Linked DNA regions of Oryctolagus cuniculus: region 1 is linked to region 2. Evidence: chromatin contacts called from public Micro-C data. All regions are on one chromosome and are shown on one strand. Each heading gives the region's core, a stretch centred on a gene start, on an enhancer-like site or on the middle of the called end of the contact. The rest is flanking DNA. Distances are from core to core; before and after follow the strand shown. Region 1 has its middle 190 kb from the start of SKAP2. Region 2 has its middle 70 kb from the start of SNX10.

Region 1 (6,554 bases), core at 1,921-4,420, 280 kb after region 2:
CTGGCTTCCACTCCGTGTTCTTTGTTTGGCTTTCACGGAGGGGCACTGTCCCCCACAGCGGCTTCACCGTGTTCGAGACCCCCGAAGCAAACAGGTAAAGCCAGAGCAGAGACAGAGCCACCATGCTAAACGGCCATCAGGAGACAAAGCTAGTGGGAAAGCGGTTTGCTATTTTCCTCCAGCTCAGATGCTGTTCAAAGCCATGAATCTCCCCCCAGCAACTCCCCCCCCCATGCAGGAACAGATGAGCAGCACCACGCGCCGAAGCCACAGGGATGCGCGTGGATTTCTGAGTGCTTCACAGAATACAAATGAGTCATCCTCATTCTTCTTCTAGCACAGCACACAGGCCAGACCTCATTAGAATTCAATATCACTCTGCTTTTCTAATGTTAATACACCAGTTATATAAGAAATACATAGGGGGGATTATGTTCAGCATGATATCATAATTCTGAAAACTGGACGTAATCTTTGTTAGAGGAAATTACTGCATTTTGCCATTTTATCTTTTGCTTCTAATGCAACTTAAACTCCCATTCTAATCGTGGATTATAAGGGGCTTTAATTCTTTGTGCCTCTCTTAAAGCTGCAGTGACTACAAGCCTGGCTCTGTGGCTTTCCATACGAACGCTGTGTGTAAAGATGGGTTTGTGGAGGCTGTGCGTCCATCTCGCTGTGAAAGGAAACACAGCCCGTTGTGTTAATAAGCAACTGTAGGAGTTTGCTTCACCCAGGAGTAACTCCGGGCATTAAGGCAGGAGGTCTTTTGTCTGGAGTGCAGCAAGAAGTGTAATGGAAACAAAAACACCAACACATAAAAATACAATTTATGCCCTTTTATCAAGCGAAGAAAAAGTTGGTTAACGTTTGAAAAGGGAGCAGTAATGTAAATTTATTGACAATTTTATTGTAATAATTAGATGTTTACACAGTCTGGACATTGTGGCTAAATCACTTCTAGCATGTTTATTTGCAGGGAGCTGTTCCTGGGCTCTGCGGCAGGTTCATTAAGAAGACAGACTGTATTAGAATTTCAAAGAAACAGCCAGTTCCCATTCTCTCCTACTCTGTTTTACATTAAAACAAAACAAAACAAAAGCAAAAACAAAACTACCTAGAACGAAGTAAATACAGAATTCCCTTCATAAGGAAAACAACTTCTCTCTGCCACCCTGAAAAAAGCTCAGAGATGAATCTTGTTCTGGGTCTCTCCGTACTGAGCGCGAGGAAGTCCGCCTTTCACCGAGGTAGCCCGCTTTTAATCGCCAGTGTGTACACGAAGATCTGTTTTTGACTAAGAATAAATAATAGTGGAGCACTGGGGGCAGCTCTTGCTTTGCTCTTTTCTTCAAAAAAAACGAAACAAACATCCCCTCCCCCGGCCCCGCATTTATTGTAGATGGAAAGCTTCTCTTCCCAGCACGTCTTGAGACAGAAAACCCTCGTTTAGAAAGAAGTATTTCTCTTACGCAGCCTAAAACCAGATTAATAGACTCAAATCGCACACTTGAATAATTTGACTAAATTTAAAATCCCGACATGGCTCTCTCCCATTAATTTTTGGGGGCTTCGGTACTAATCTTTAATGTGTTGCTCTGATAGGATTTTCGTGTTTTCAAACTCAGCTAAAATGGAAATGACAGGTTTTCAGTTATGCAAAAAATAGCATGAAGTGCCAGGAAAAATGCATTGTGAACAAAATGATCTTTAGGAAAGATGTGAAATGAGAATGATTTTACAGCATGAGATGAATCCAATAACAGAAGCATATTCAGGCAATTATATCAATTTTTAAAATTTAAAAACTGTTTAAAAATTAAAGCACTGAATGCTAAGCTATAATATGTTCCCAGCCTTCGAATACTTCCATTAGAATTAAGTACTAATCAATACAGAGTATTTATTGCTGTAAGCCACAGCAGCAGGGGAAGCAGGGGATGCTACACTTAGAACTTGAAATTGTCTACGATGATCACTGGAGAGGAGGAGAAGTTTCAGAAACAGGGGAATCTTTAATTTATTCAGAGTTGCCGCAATCCAGTGCATGCCTACTGCCTGTCTTTACCAAAAGAGTGTGCAACAATAGTAATGGAAATAAATTACGAAAGATACTGCTTCCCACTTCAAGTTAGTAAGGTTAAGAGGGTTAACAGTAGTTCTTATTTTACAAAGCAAATAATAGCAGATATTCAAATCTATTTTTTTAAGTTGACAAAACTGATTAATGGTTGAAAACAATCAAAGACTCACATTGCAGGGCACTATTTTAAAGAGGAGTGCTAACAAAATGAACTCCAAGCTAAACCGACCTCATCAGCTCTGCTACTGGAACTATGTACTGCCTAACACTAATGATTATAACTGCTGGGCGAAGAATATGGAACCTCCAGGAACTCTGCATGGTAACAAATATACTTAATAATCTTAAATAAACTCAAACTTACTTTGATATCTACACTTCCAAGTAATTCAAGCCATGAGAAAATGAATTTTTAAAAAATCAGATCATGAAAGCCATTATTATTTGAAGGAATACGCTCAATTTTTTAGATAATTTAAATTATTGAACAGTCCTTTGCATTTTTTAGTAGCTTTGACTAAAGTTAGAACATTAGAGCATTAAGGTTACACATAATGGGGTGATGGTGTGCCCTTGTTGCAAGTCGGATTTCTCCACACAAACAACACACCAGATTAGTGCTCTATCACAGGGCTCCCCCCGATCAAATAAAATCATCTTACTCCTGCATGGGTATTAGAAGAAAATGCTTAGCTGGAAAATTTGCCGTTGCACACAGCCATCCACCGAGTCCCATCCCAGACACAAGTCATAAAGGGACTAGAAACTAGGCAAAAGGAACCCACACAAAAATTCTCCTTCAGGAATCCTTTGAAAACTAAATGGAAAACTCTCGGCTAAGTCCAACCAACTACAAACTACACATACCTGAAGACTCTTATTAGCACACTGGCGGTTTCAAATATCGTGAGCGAAAGTTGGCCCAGAAACTACAGACAGAGGAACATCTCGCCATTGAGCTCTCCATGAACAGAAACTGGCCACAGCTTGGAAGGCGATGGCTTGATCAAACACGCACTTAAGATCACAGGAGGACTGAATCCCAAACTCCTCCAGGATGACTCCATGAGCTCTCATCATGAAGCAACAACAAACCCACCAGCTCCTTGACGAGATCCCAAGCACTGTCAGCAGCCAGTGTGGAGTGCGCAAACGTTTTTTTCCCTTGCTTTGGTTGTGAAGGAGAAATTTTTATTTTGGTCAATGTTTCATTTTCAATTTTCACATCTTCAAGTGCAAGGAATCCGTGTTTGACACTGCTGTTGATTTTTCAGGTCACTCCCAAATGTAATCTCACTTAAGGCCCCCGTGGCAAGGGAGCAGGCACTGCTGGTGCTGGTGCAGGTAGGGACCTGTTCTAGGGTACAAGGTGTTGGAGAATGAAACTCGCGTTTGGGTTAATTCCAATTCCTGTGTTTTTCCTACTGCTCACTCCTGCTGCCCCCAACTGAAGGAAAGGAGTCTTTTATTCCTAGAGATAGGGGCACAGAGCTTCTAGAATTCTGCTTACCGTAACTGGCAGCAACTCTGTAAAAAGAAGGTCGCACCTTTTAACCACGCACACAGCTCTTTGCTTCCCAACACACTTCATTCAATAGCTACAAGCATTTCAGAAATTTTTACAAAAATTTTATACAATCAATCTTCTCATCTGAACCAATACTGAAACTCTTAAACTTCCCCCCTCATACGTACATATATACACGTATGTGTGTGTGTGTGTTCACATATACACACACACACGAGAACATTCCCAGTTTGTTCTCAAGTAGTACCCTAGATGCAGATATAACAAAATCAGAGAATCTTTTCTTTTGCATCTTAGGTCACTGCTGGTGGCTTCACCTGCTAAGAACTGCTCCAAGACCAGGCTACCTGAGGCTGTTCTTACTCTTCTTGTGTTTATGTACTGTTTTATGCAGACCACACATCTACTTGGGAAAGACTCTGTCGAATTCTATACACGAAACGCCCCTCGCACACTGTTGGCACTTAAATGTAATTATTCAAAATGGAATCATTTAATTAGATAGGAAGAGAAACAGCAAGCCCTGAGATGATAATAATGAACAAAGCAAATACGCTGACCAACTGGAGCCCCGCCACAGCTAACAGCAGGTGCAGAGAGAGCCGTGTTCCCGGTGTTCCACTCAGGATAAACACGCAATGACACACCTTGCTCTGCTGGGTGCACAGACAGGAGAGGGCGCAACTGACAGTGGAACTCTAGCGCAGAAAGGATTACAGAGGCTCCTGGCCCTCTGACGTGGCTCCTTGGGAAAGCCGGAGGAGGAAGGGGAAGCCGAGGCAAGCAGGTGGAAAGGACGCCGTGCAGCCCACAGCACCTGCCCTGGGAGTGAGTGAGGATGAGTCCAGGTACCCACGTGGACAGGGCTGGTTACTTTACACCAACAAGATCCACACAGCAAGGTCAAGTCCCAATGCTCTGTGTTTCAAAAAACCACCTGGAATGAAATACCCCTTGGAATCTGAACCTCAGAGCACCCTTTTCAGCACTCTGGGGGTGCATCTCAGACCACGAGAGGGCGCAATCTGACTCCCCTAGGCCTTTCCCAGTTAAATTCCCCAGGCCTAGAATGAATCTGTTCTCTTCATTTCCTAATCTTTTGGCTCCACTGCTGTACAAGGCACCACCTGGGTACTCGGACTAAGACCTCATACTCAGTTAATGTTCAGTACCCAAGAAGCTTAGGTGCAGAAGTACTGGGTATTCCACCAGAAAGTCTTCCTAAACATTCCTATCTCAACAAGTGAAAGTCGTATGTCACACTTCCATCACTCAGCTACAAAATTACACACATACATAGTCTATAATGAAGTTTGTTCACTGGGTTTGCTAATCACCCTTTAAACTGGTTCTTTAAACCTATCAGTTAAAACATACCCCCACCCCCAACCAACAGCTGCTGGACACGGAAGCTATCAGCTTCAGAGGGGCCAGCAAGGCTCGCCCGGCCGGCCAGTGTCCCCAGGCGGGAGCGGGCCACTGGAAAGGAGTCCCTTTGGCCTTGTCCTCCCTCTCCTCTCTGCTGCCTGCGTTGACTTCCTGTTTTCAGCCGGCCAGAAGTTCACGGACACAGCATGACGTTTACCCTCCAGTGTGGCTCAGCCGGCTTCCGTCTTGATATGGTCGCCCACGGGGGCAGAACGCAGCTGTCCGGCTGGGAGCCGCGGGACCCCTCCACCCGTGCTCACCCTCTTTTACAGAAACGGCGTCATCAGCAGCGGCGACAGAGTGCCTACTGCATGCGAAAGCGGAACTAAGCCTTCTTGCTAGTCCTGCACAGCAAGATGGAGCCGAAACTGAGAGGAGGCAGCGGCTAGGTAACTTAGAACCCCAGGACCTGAAGTTACTTAACCCAGTTTTCCGAATCAGGAAAATGGGAGTAAATCACAGAACTTACCTCATGGAGTTGTGAGACCGCGCCACTGAGGCGTGCACAGCATGCCACGGAGCACCCACTCAGGAAATGTTAGCCGCCGCAGGTGCAGTCTCCACCAGGTTGCTGGCGTCACGTCTGACCCGACAGCAGACCGATGGGCAGGAGGCGCTCTGAATGCACCCCATGGGGGCGGCGAGCCGAGGGGGTGCCTCGGAGCCGGCTTGTTTGTCGGAATTTTGTAAAGCGGTTACTGGTAATTGGCATATGCGGGCGTCATCCGTTTTCTCCGTGGAGAGCACCCGTGTGACACCTCGCCCAAGTCAGAGGGAACCTGCCGTTCGCGTCGCAAAATGGCGCCTGCTTGTAGTCTGGCAGGGGTGAGTTTCCCATGACAGCGCCAAGGCCAGTCAGGGAGCGGAAAACACGCAAGTACGGCACTATTGCCTGGCTGAGAAATGGAAAATAACACAAGACCGAGCAGGCGGACCCCAGGCACACACACTGCCGAGTTCCAACCCCAGAAAGGCCCTTGGAGAGGGGCTTTGGGCAAGTTTCCAGCCCCACACCTCTGCACACGGCCCCAAGCTTCTTCCCTGGCTCCGCCCTGCGCCTCTGCACACGGCCACAGCCCTCTCGCCTGGCTCCGCCCCATACCTCTGCACACGGCCACAGGCCTCTTGCCTCGCTCAGTTTCCAGTCCCATTGCTGACACCACAGACGGTGGCTTGGCAAAGACTTCCATCTGCCTTTAAGGCAACGCGCAAAGCACTCAGGGTAACCTCATCAGTAGCACTTAAAAAAAAAAAAAAACGAAATTGAGTGGAATTATGGTTGGGTTTGGCAACAAATGTGAAACTCCCCATTTCCAGAAATTCCTTTGGGGTCCCCACAAGGTGACATCTGGAAAGCCGCAAAGATGGCCTGACCTAAGCAGGGTGCCGGGCAGCTGTGACCTGAGGCGTCCTGGACTCTGCCCTATGCCCCGGTGTGAAGGCCCCACGCTGCCCACGAGAAGAGAAAGGCAGGACGCGGCCAAGTAACTTTGTCACCATTCCTAATCTGCCCCA
Region 2 (7,651 bases), core at 1,405-3,904:
GAAATACAACAGAAAAAATGTAAGTTTAGAATGACATCTTTAATTTTTCTTTTTTTTTTTTTTGTTTGATGGAAGGCATTAAACTTTTTGCTACTGTTTTGGTTCAATGTGCTATTTTACGATCCAAGGCTCATTATTTTAACACAGAAAAAAAGATTTTGCAGTTTCTTGTCTTGCTCGTGCGTAGCAGGAGGTGATGGTGGTGGGGGGCTCTGAGAGCAGTCCCGGCCCTCCACAGTGCGTGTTTGCATTCCTACCGTCTCTGCTTCACAGCAGTTTTGAAAATCGTGCACTGGGCCGCCCTTTCAGTATCATCAGATACTGTAATGTGGCCATCGAAATTAATACTAAGTGATGCCTAGTAATTGATGGGTATGCAAACGTCACAAGATTACTGTTTACACACAAAACAACAGCAACAACAAATCACAAACAAACCGATGTGGCTGGATGACTTATTTTATGCAAGAAAATGCATTTCTTGTAACTTAGACCTAAGTTGGCAGTGTGTTTCTGGGTTACCGGTCACCTTCCGTGAAGAACTTTGGTTCAACTCGGGTGCTGTTCGCCACACGGCACCCACATGAGGCCTTCAGCCTCAGTCCAGCTGTCTTGATGCCTAAGCCTTGGCCGCTTTTAAAGCCAGTTTCCTGCGGCTGGGATATTTAGAACTTCAGCTCCCAGTGGTTTTCTGGCTTTGTCTCTTATTTTTTTCTGGCTTTTTTTTTTTTTTTTTTTTTTTTTACATAAAGCTTTCTTTAGGAAAAGAAAACAATGTAATGACACGAAAACAACAGATGTTTATTTAAACATACAGGTGTTTAGACATAAACATAAACAATAGATGTTTACTTTTAAGGTGACACAAATTTGAAAAATGGTAATCCCCGGTGCTTTCTTACAGCAAACCCAAATCTCTCAGGCTCATCCCGAGAGAGCAGAGGTCAAAGCCAGCCTGTGTGCTTTGTTTACAACCAGATTTCTCTAGGACTCAAAGTTGTCAACAGTGAAAGTCAGCAACCTGTTACTTGAGGCTCCTTTTAAAGTCTCCTTTGCAACAAAGGGATTTATTCTAGATAAAATTTCAGGTTTTAAACTTTACTAGGGCAGATTAAGTGGTGATCGTCTCTGAAGACACGGAGTATCATGCCAGAGCCTAGTTCACATTTTATTGAACAATCCCAGAAAAGTGATACGCAGTGACGTAAAATAAAATTTCTTTTGTGTAACTCGTAAGAATTTGAACAAAGCCATTTAGCATAACCAACCGCAGGTACTGTTATGGCCAACAATACATTGGATATGGCTTTGAGCTCCTCTTACGGGTTTCCGGTGCCTTAGGAATGTATCTGTACGGAGTGAGACTGCAATGGAGGCCCCCATTGCCAAAGTTTAAGACAAAAGTACCAACAGCGTGTTCTGTCCTAAACAGTCTGGCTCGGACCAGTTCCCCCGCCAGCGGGTGCCCCGGGAGCGCAGTGCAGCATCTCTGCACGACACGAAGCAACCAACTCCAATCCCAGTCTGTGCTTTTTGTCTGGAGTGGGTCAGAAAACACGTTCACATACAGAATGCTGCCTGGACCAAGCTGCACGACCCGGCATTCAGAGCATGGACACCACTTGTCTTTGCAGATCAAAATCATTAGAAATGCACACGTTTCTACGTGGCGTTCGGAATTTTAGGAGGCTGTGGACAAGCACCAGTGTCTTCAGCATTTGCTACACTTGCAAAGCACTGGGCTCCCCCTGCCACACGCACGGTGCAAACGCGTCACCGCTGTCCCTTTAAGTCAGCCAGGACCCAGTCAGTCCCTCGTGCTGGACACTTCCGGATCGCTGTTCGCAGCAGCGCAGGGGACACTAATTTACTCTAGCTGCGCCAACTCTGGGACTTAATGATCCTCTCTCTGCAAAATTCCAAAGGCTTCTAACAAGAGCAAATATGAACCACGAGACAGCCTTCTGCGGAATGTAAACGCTGGTCACAGACTGCGCGGCTGCGGCTCCGGCCCTGGCTAGCGCGCAGAGAGAGCCCCCTTCGCCGCCGCGCGGGAGCGCCGACGCCAGCGGACCCCGGCCCCGCACGTCCGGCCGCCGAGGGGCTCCGCGCGCGGCTCTGTTTCGGCTCATCGCTTACCTCGGCCTTCTGTAGAGCCTCGCCCCCCACCCCGCCGGCGGCGGCGGCCCCCTCGGCCGCCTGTTGGCTGCGGCGCCTCCGCGGCTCGCGCGCTCTCCCCCGCGCCGCGTCCCGCACACGCGCACGCCCGCCCCTCCCGCCCGCGGCGGCGGCGGCGGCGGCGACTGGGTGGCAGGTAGCGAGCCGGCGGCCTCGGTCCGGTAACCCATGGCAACCGCCTGGTAACCCATAGCAACAGCGCTTCGGAAAGGGAAAGGGAAAAAAAAAAAAAAGAACCCGGGGGAGGGGGCGGCGGGCGCCGAGCAGGAGCGACCCGCACAAAAAGACGGCGACTCGCGGCGCCCCGCAGCGCCCGGCCGGCGGCACGGCGACAACTCCGGCTGCTCGGGAAAAAGAATAATAAAATAATGATCACGCACAGGGGCCTCGGGTGGTGGGGCTTGGTGTGCGCGCCCGGCTTGGGAGCGCGCGCGTGGAGCAGGGGGCCTCGCTGCGCCAGGACTGCGTGGCGGTCGCCCGACTCGGTCCCGCGGTGGCGCTGTCCCCAGGCCGAGCCCGGACCCCGCGCTTTGTTCTGCAGATGCCCGCGCGGCGCTGCGGCCGGACGGAGGCCGGGTGGGGCCGAGGCCTGCACGGTCCCCGCGGACGCCTGGGGCCGCTGCCCGGCGGCCGGTGTTCCTCTGCCCACGCCCCGCGCGCTGTTGGCTCACCCCATTCCCTCCCGGCCCCGCGGGGGTCTTATCCCTTGCCTAGCAGGGGCGCCTGGAGGGGGAGGCGACGTCCGCGCCGGATGCGCCCTGGGTCGGGGTGTGCGCGCGGGCGTGGGGAGGCGCATCCCGTGAGGCTGGGGGTCCAGATCCTTGTGTGCGCGAGTGCCCCACCCTGTCAGTCTGCGGGCGCAGAAGCCGAGCTGTGGCCGCTGGCTGACGGAGGGGGGCGCCGCCGGGCCGGCGCGGTCCTGCGTGATGTTGCGGCATCAGGTCCCGGGGCGCGAGAACCGGCTGCCTGCGCCCGGGGGCGCGGTCTGCCCGCTCGTGGGGTCGCCGAGCCCGCAGCCCTCAGTAAGGAGATGCAGGAAGCACGGCTGGCGCTGGCTGCTTTAGGTACCGGAGAAGCCGCGGCGTGGAAGCCCGCAGAGAAAAGGCTGCGGTCGGAAACCACAGACGACAGTGCGAGGCACGCTCAGCCAGCCGGGATCCCAATGCATCTCCACGCTTCGAGAGGAAGAGGCTTGGGTCGGAAGATTTGGGGACCCAGTTCGGCCCCAGTCGGGTGCACCAGTCACAAATGCAAATAGCAAAGCCGTCAGGAAGGGCCCCGACCGCACGGGGATGCGGCCCGCGCCGGGGATAACGCTCACTCCCACGAAGGCGCTTAGGCCGGCCGTGTTTTATATCTAGGACTTTGGCGGGCCGACCAGGGCCCCTGGCTGTGTAGGGAAGCCTATTTTAAGCCCTTTAAAAAGAAAAGCACCCCCCTGGGTGTGTATCCCTGCTGCCACGGATCTCAGGAGGGAACATGGTTGTTCACAAGTGGACAGCTGTTGGGTTCCGCTCCCTGCAGGGCCCAGGCACTGCGGGGCCGTGGGACGTGATCAGAGATGGAGCTCAGGTACCCCCCGCCCTGGCATCCAGGCGGCCCGACCCCAGCCCTCAGCATAGCCCTGTGCCGGGAGCCTGTGCTTTAATTTAATTTTTTTTAACAAAAGCAATTACAGAAAAGTGCCAATTTAACGTGTGACATTTCACATTGTGCTGCGGCAGGCGGACTCCCCGTAAATGGGGCTTTTCTGCGGGACAACAGGAGCCAAAAGGCCTTGTGTCGTGGAGTAATGTAAGACACGATCTGGGCTGCACGCGCACAATGGATCGGGAAGGATTTATGTAATTAATTGACCAGTCTTAACCTGTTATCGTGATGTAAGGAATTTGGAACTCATTAATTTGGGCCCTGACAGATTTCATATTAGAGCTGGCAAATATGGATTGAGCCTCTTATTCTTGTAGCAGCTGGAATTTCCATGACAGTGAGGATTAGTGAAGAAGACCTATTGCCGAAGTCAAGCTGCCTTTTTGTAATCAGTAGCCCTGCTCTGCATTAAAGGGATAATGAAAAAAAAAGGGGAGAAGGCGTATTACCTGGTTGAGCGCGCCGGAGGGCTGTGCTCACCCTGCCACTGCTACCCGGGTTGAGCTCCAGCGTTTGCAGCTGAATAAAAACATTCATTTCAATCATAAAGTTTGGTGATTCCTGAGCAGCTGGAGAGAGGAGCAGGAGGAAGGGCCCCAGGGTCAGGTTTGGCATTGTTGTCCAAGTTAAAAAGAGGACTCAGAGACGGAGCCTTGGAGTTGCTGCTCTGTGCACCCAGAAGCTGGCGGAGGAGGCAAACAGAGGGGTCAGTGGGATCTGACATCGCTAAGGGAACACAGAGACCTGGAGGACAGCTTGGCTTGCTCAGGAGCTGCTTCCTGTCTGGTCACAGCTGCTTAGTGGATGCGGGTAAAACCCAGGACTCACACCGTGAGCGTTTAGTCCACAGTCTGTGTCCTCTTCCCGTTGTGTGATGGTTAATGCACTGCGAATACCTGGTTTCTTCTTTGAACTCTTAAAGAAAGCCCAGTAAAAATCTAACTTCCACTCCCCTTCTTGACGATCAGAAAACTGCTCATTTGAGAAAAAGATGAAATTTCAGAGATGAAATGATGTTTTTTTTTGTTTGTTTGTTTTTTGTTTTGTCTCTTTCCACAATGATAAGGTTAATACAGCAACTGCCCTCAGGCTCTAAGGAGGAAGATAAGCAGAGTTGCTTGTTTAAAACACTGGCTGGTACTGCTGCCTCCCCTACTGATGAACAGCCTTGGGCAGTGAATGCTGGGGAGCACAGGTACTGAGCACACAGAAGGTGCAGCTGTCCGTGCCTAATACGTCATTAATTCACAAATACTCTGCAAAGTGGGGAACTCACTGCTCTTGAGATTTCTTTCTAAAATTTTATTTGAAAGGCAGCGTGTCATGGAGGTGGGGGGTCTTCCATCCATTGATTTACTCCCTGATTTACCCACAACTGCCAAGTTTGGGCCAGGCTGAACCCAGGAGCCGGGAACTCCTCCCAGGTCTCCCACCAGCTGAGAACCCAAATACTTGGGGGCTATCACCTGCTCCTTCCCAGGTGCACTAACTGGAAGCTGGGTGGGCCGCGGAGGCAGGACTCAATCCCAGGCACTCATGGAAGACACATGTCCCAAGGATAGGGGGAGCTTAACCCACCGTGCCACATCACCTGCTCCTTGAATTCTGTTTTTAATTTCTCTATCTCCTTCAAAATTTTCCAGTCAAATATAACTCGCATTTGAATATAACAAATGCTGCTATAAATCTTTGCAAACACACACAAAAAAATTCTATCACCTCTCCCCTTGCCCCTCTTTTTGCTGTGTTGATTCCAAAGAATTTTTTTAATTAATGATGAGATTTATCATTGAAGCACTAGGTACCAAGATTTGTTTGTGATTATCTTGCTAATGAGTGATTTATTTAGCTTTGGTTCCCTTTACATGAATGCATAAAGATAAACACTAGAAATTTGCACCAATATATTGCTATCCTTCACAGAGGAAAAAGAGGGCTTGTGGTTGTACTGGCATTATCACTTCAGTGGGATGGCAATGAAGATAAACAGTTGATAGCAGCAAGACTTGGAGAACCATTATAAACCTTGACAAGGACGATTAACAGTGTATATAAGCACACTTCAAGTTTGTATACACGATCTCAGCTCTCACCTAGGGTTTTCTTTGTGTTTTTTAAAAAGGGTGATTTGTAAGCTGACAGCTACAAGGTTATCACTCCTGGGATGCTGTGCTGTTTCAGTGTCAGAGGTAGGGAACGGCCGGAGGTACTGAAGGGTGCTTTGCCACAAAGTGTTGGTCTGCAAGGAAGTCTGGCCGCTCCCACTCTGGCTCTGCTGCAGGTGTGTAACCAAGGCAGCTCCCAGCCTCTGCAGGCCTCAGGTTCCTCATCAGTAGAGAAGAGGTCTGGGTGCAGAATGCCCTAGAGCTGCTTCCTAGACACTCACCTGGAGGGATGTTAGCGTTACTTTAAAAAGGAGAGGGGCTGGAAGTGGTCTTGGTCAATCGTGTTTCAGACATATGCGCATACTTCGAAAAGTTCATGAGCCGTAGAAGGAGAATTTTATTTTGGTGTAAGAAACTGCAATCCATAGAGAGTTGCGTAGTATGCATGTATGTATTTCTCATGAACCTTTTGAAAGTCTATCTTGAGTAATGGGAACTGTTTTGAAATACAATAGACGTTTGTAAGGGGCTAGGGTTGCCTGGATAACAGAAGAACTCCAAATTGTGGGGGTCCCTATGAGTGCGGAGTCAGTGGGAGTTCAGGTAATCCCCCAAGGGAGATGGGCAAGCCCAGCTCCAGGAGTTCATTCAGGGCCCCAGGCTGGGGGAGTAGCTCCACCGCCTGTGAGCTGCACTGGCCCAGGCAGCTCCCTTTGCAGCCAGTAAGGAGAGAAAAGAACACCAGTGTGACAAGCATCTTTTAATTGCTTTCTCAGTAAGACTTTTCAAACACGCACAAATGTAGGGCTAACGTGGTGTCATCCATCGCCATACGGCTGTCACTTGGCTTTTCTTTTATTTTTTATCTTTTTTAAGTTTTTTTAAAGATTTTTTTAAATTTATTTGACAGGTAAAGTTACAGACAATGAGAGAGACAGAGAGAAAGGTCTTCCTTCCGTTGGCTCACCCCACAAATGGCCACTGCGGTCGGCGCTGTGCCAATCCGAAGCGAGGAGCCAGGTGCTTCTCCTGGTCTCCCATGCGGGTACAGGGCCCAAGCACTTGGGCCATCCTCCACTGCACTCCCGGGCCACAGCAGAGAGCTGGCCTGGAAGAGGAGCAACCAGGACTAGAACCCGGCGCCCATATGGGATGCCGGCGCCACAGGCGGAGGATTAGCCAAGTGAGCCACGGCGCCGGGCCCCGTCACTTGGCTTGAACATTTATCTTCATATGGTTGAACTTTCATCGTTCGTCCCCTCCCTGTGCTATATGATGTGAAATCAAATCCCAGATAGCTTTAAGAAGATGATCTGGAAGTTGTGCACATCCCTGCATCGCGTGATAAGAGCTGAGTCACATGGCCACATCCAGCCACACGCAAGCCTGGAAAATGTCTCAAGCTGGGCAGCTGTGTGTCCAGGAAGCAGAGGATGCCACACTCAAGAGCATTTTATTATATTTTTTAAAAGATTTATTTCTTTATTTTGAAAGAGTTACAGAGAGAGAGAGAGAGAGAGAGAGAGAGATCTTCCATTTGCTCATTCACTCCTCAGATGGTCACAACAGCCAGCCCTGGACCAGGCTGAAGCCAGGAGCCACGAGCTTCATCCAGGTCTCCCACATGGTTGGCCAGGACCCAAATACTTGGTCCACCTTCCGCTTTTTTTCCCAGGCCATCAGCAGGGAGCTGGATTGGAAGTGGAGCAGCCAAGACA

The links. A called contact is a pair of places that touch in the nucleus more often than the background predicts.
Region 1: a Micro-C map of ear pinna shows a contact between it and region 2, with 4 times the contacts expected there. The contact joins two enhancer-like sites. A contact is called at or near these places in 5 of 6 Hi-C or Micro-C datasets (ear pinna, embryonic fibroblasts, psoas muscle and 2 more).

The regions. Positions count from the first base shown.
Region 1 is chr16:18,356,396-18,362,949 of mOryCun1.1, forward strand. No RefSeq gene overlaps it. Among named protein-coding and RNA genes, the nearest start is that of SKAP2, 190 kb to the right of the region's middle. Within about 2 kb of position 3,171, at least 1 of the 8 cell types and tissues checked has an H3K27ac peak or open chromatin away from gene starts, as enhancers often do. A contact at or near this core is called in ear pinna, where this site is marked.
Region 2 is chr16:18,078,762-18,086,412 of mOryCun1.1, forward strand. No RefSeq gene overlaps it. Among named protein-coding and RNA genes, the nearest start is that of SNX10, 70 kb to the left of the region's middle. Within about 2 kb of position 2,655, at least 4 of the 8 cell types and tissues checked have an H3K27ac peak or open chromatin away from gene starts, as enhancers often do. A contact at or near this core is called in ear pinna, where this site is marked.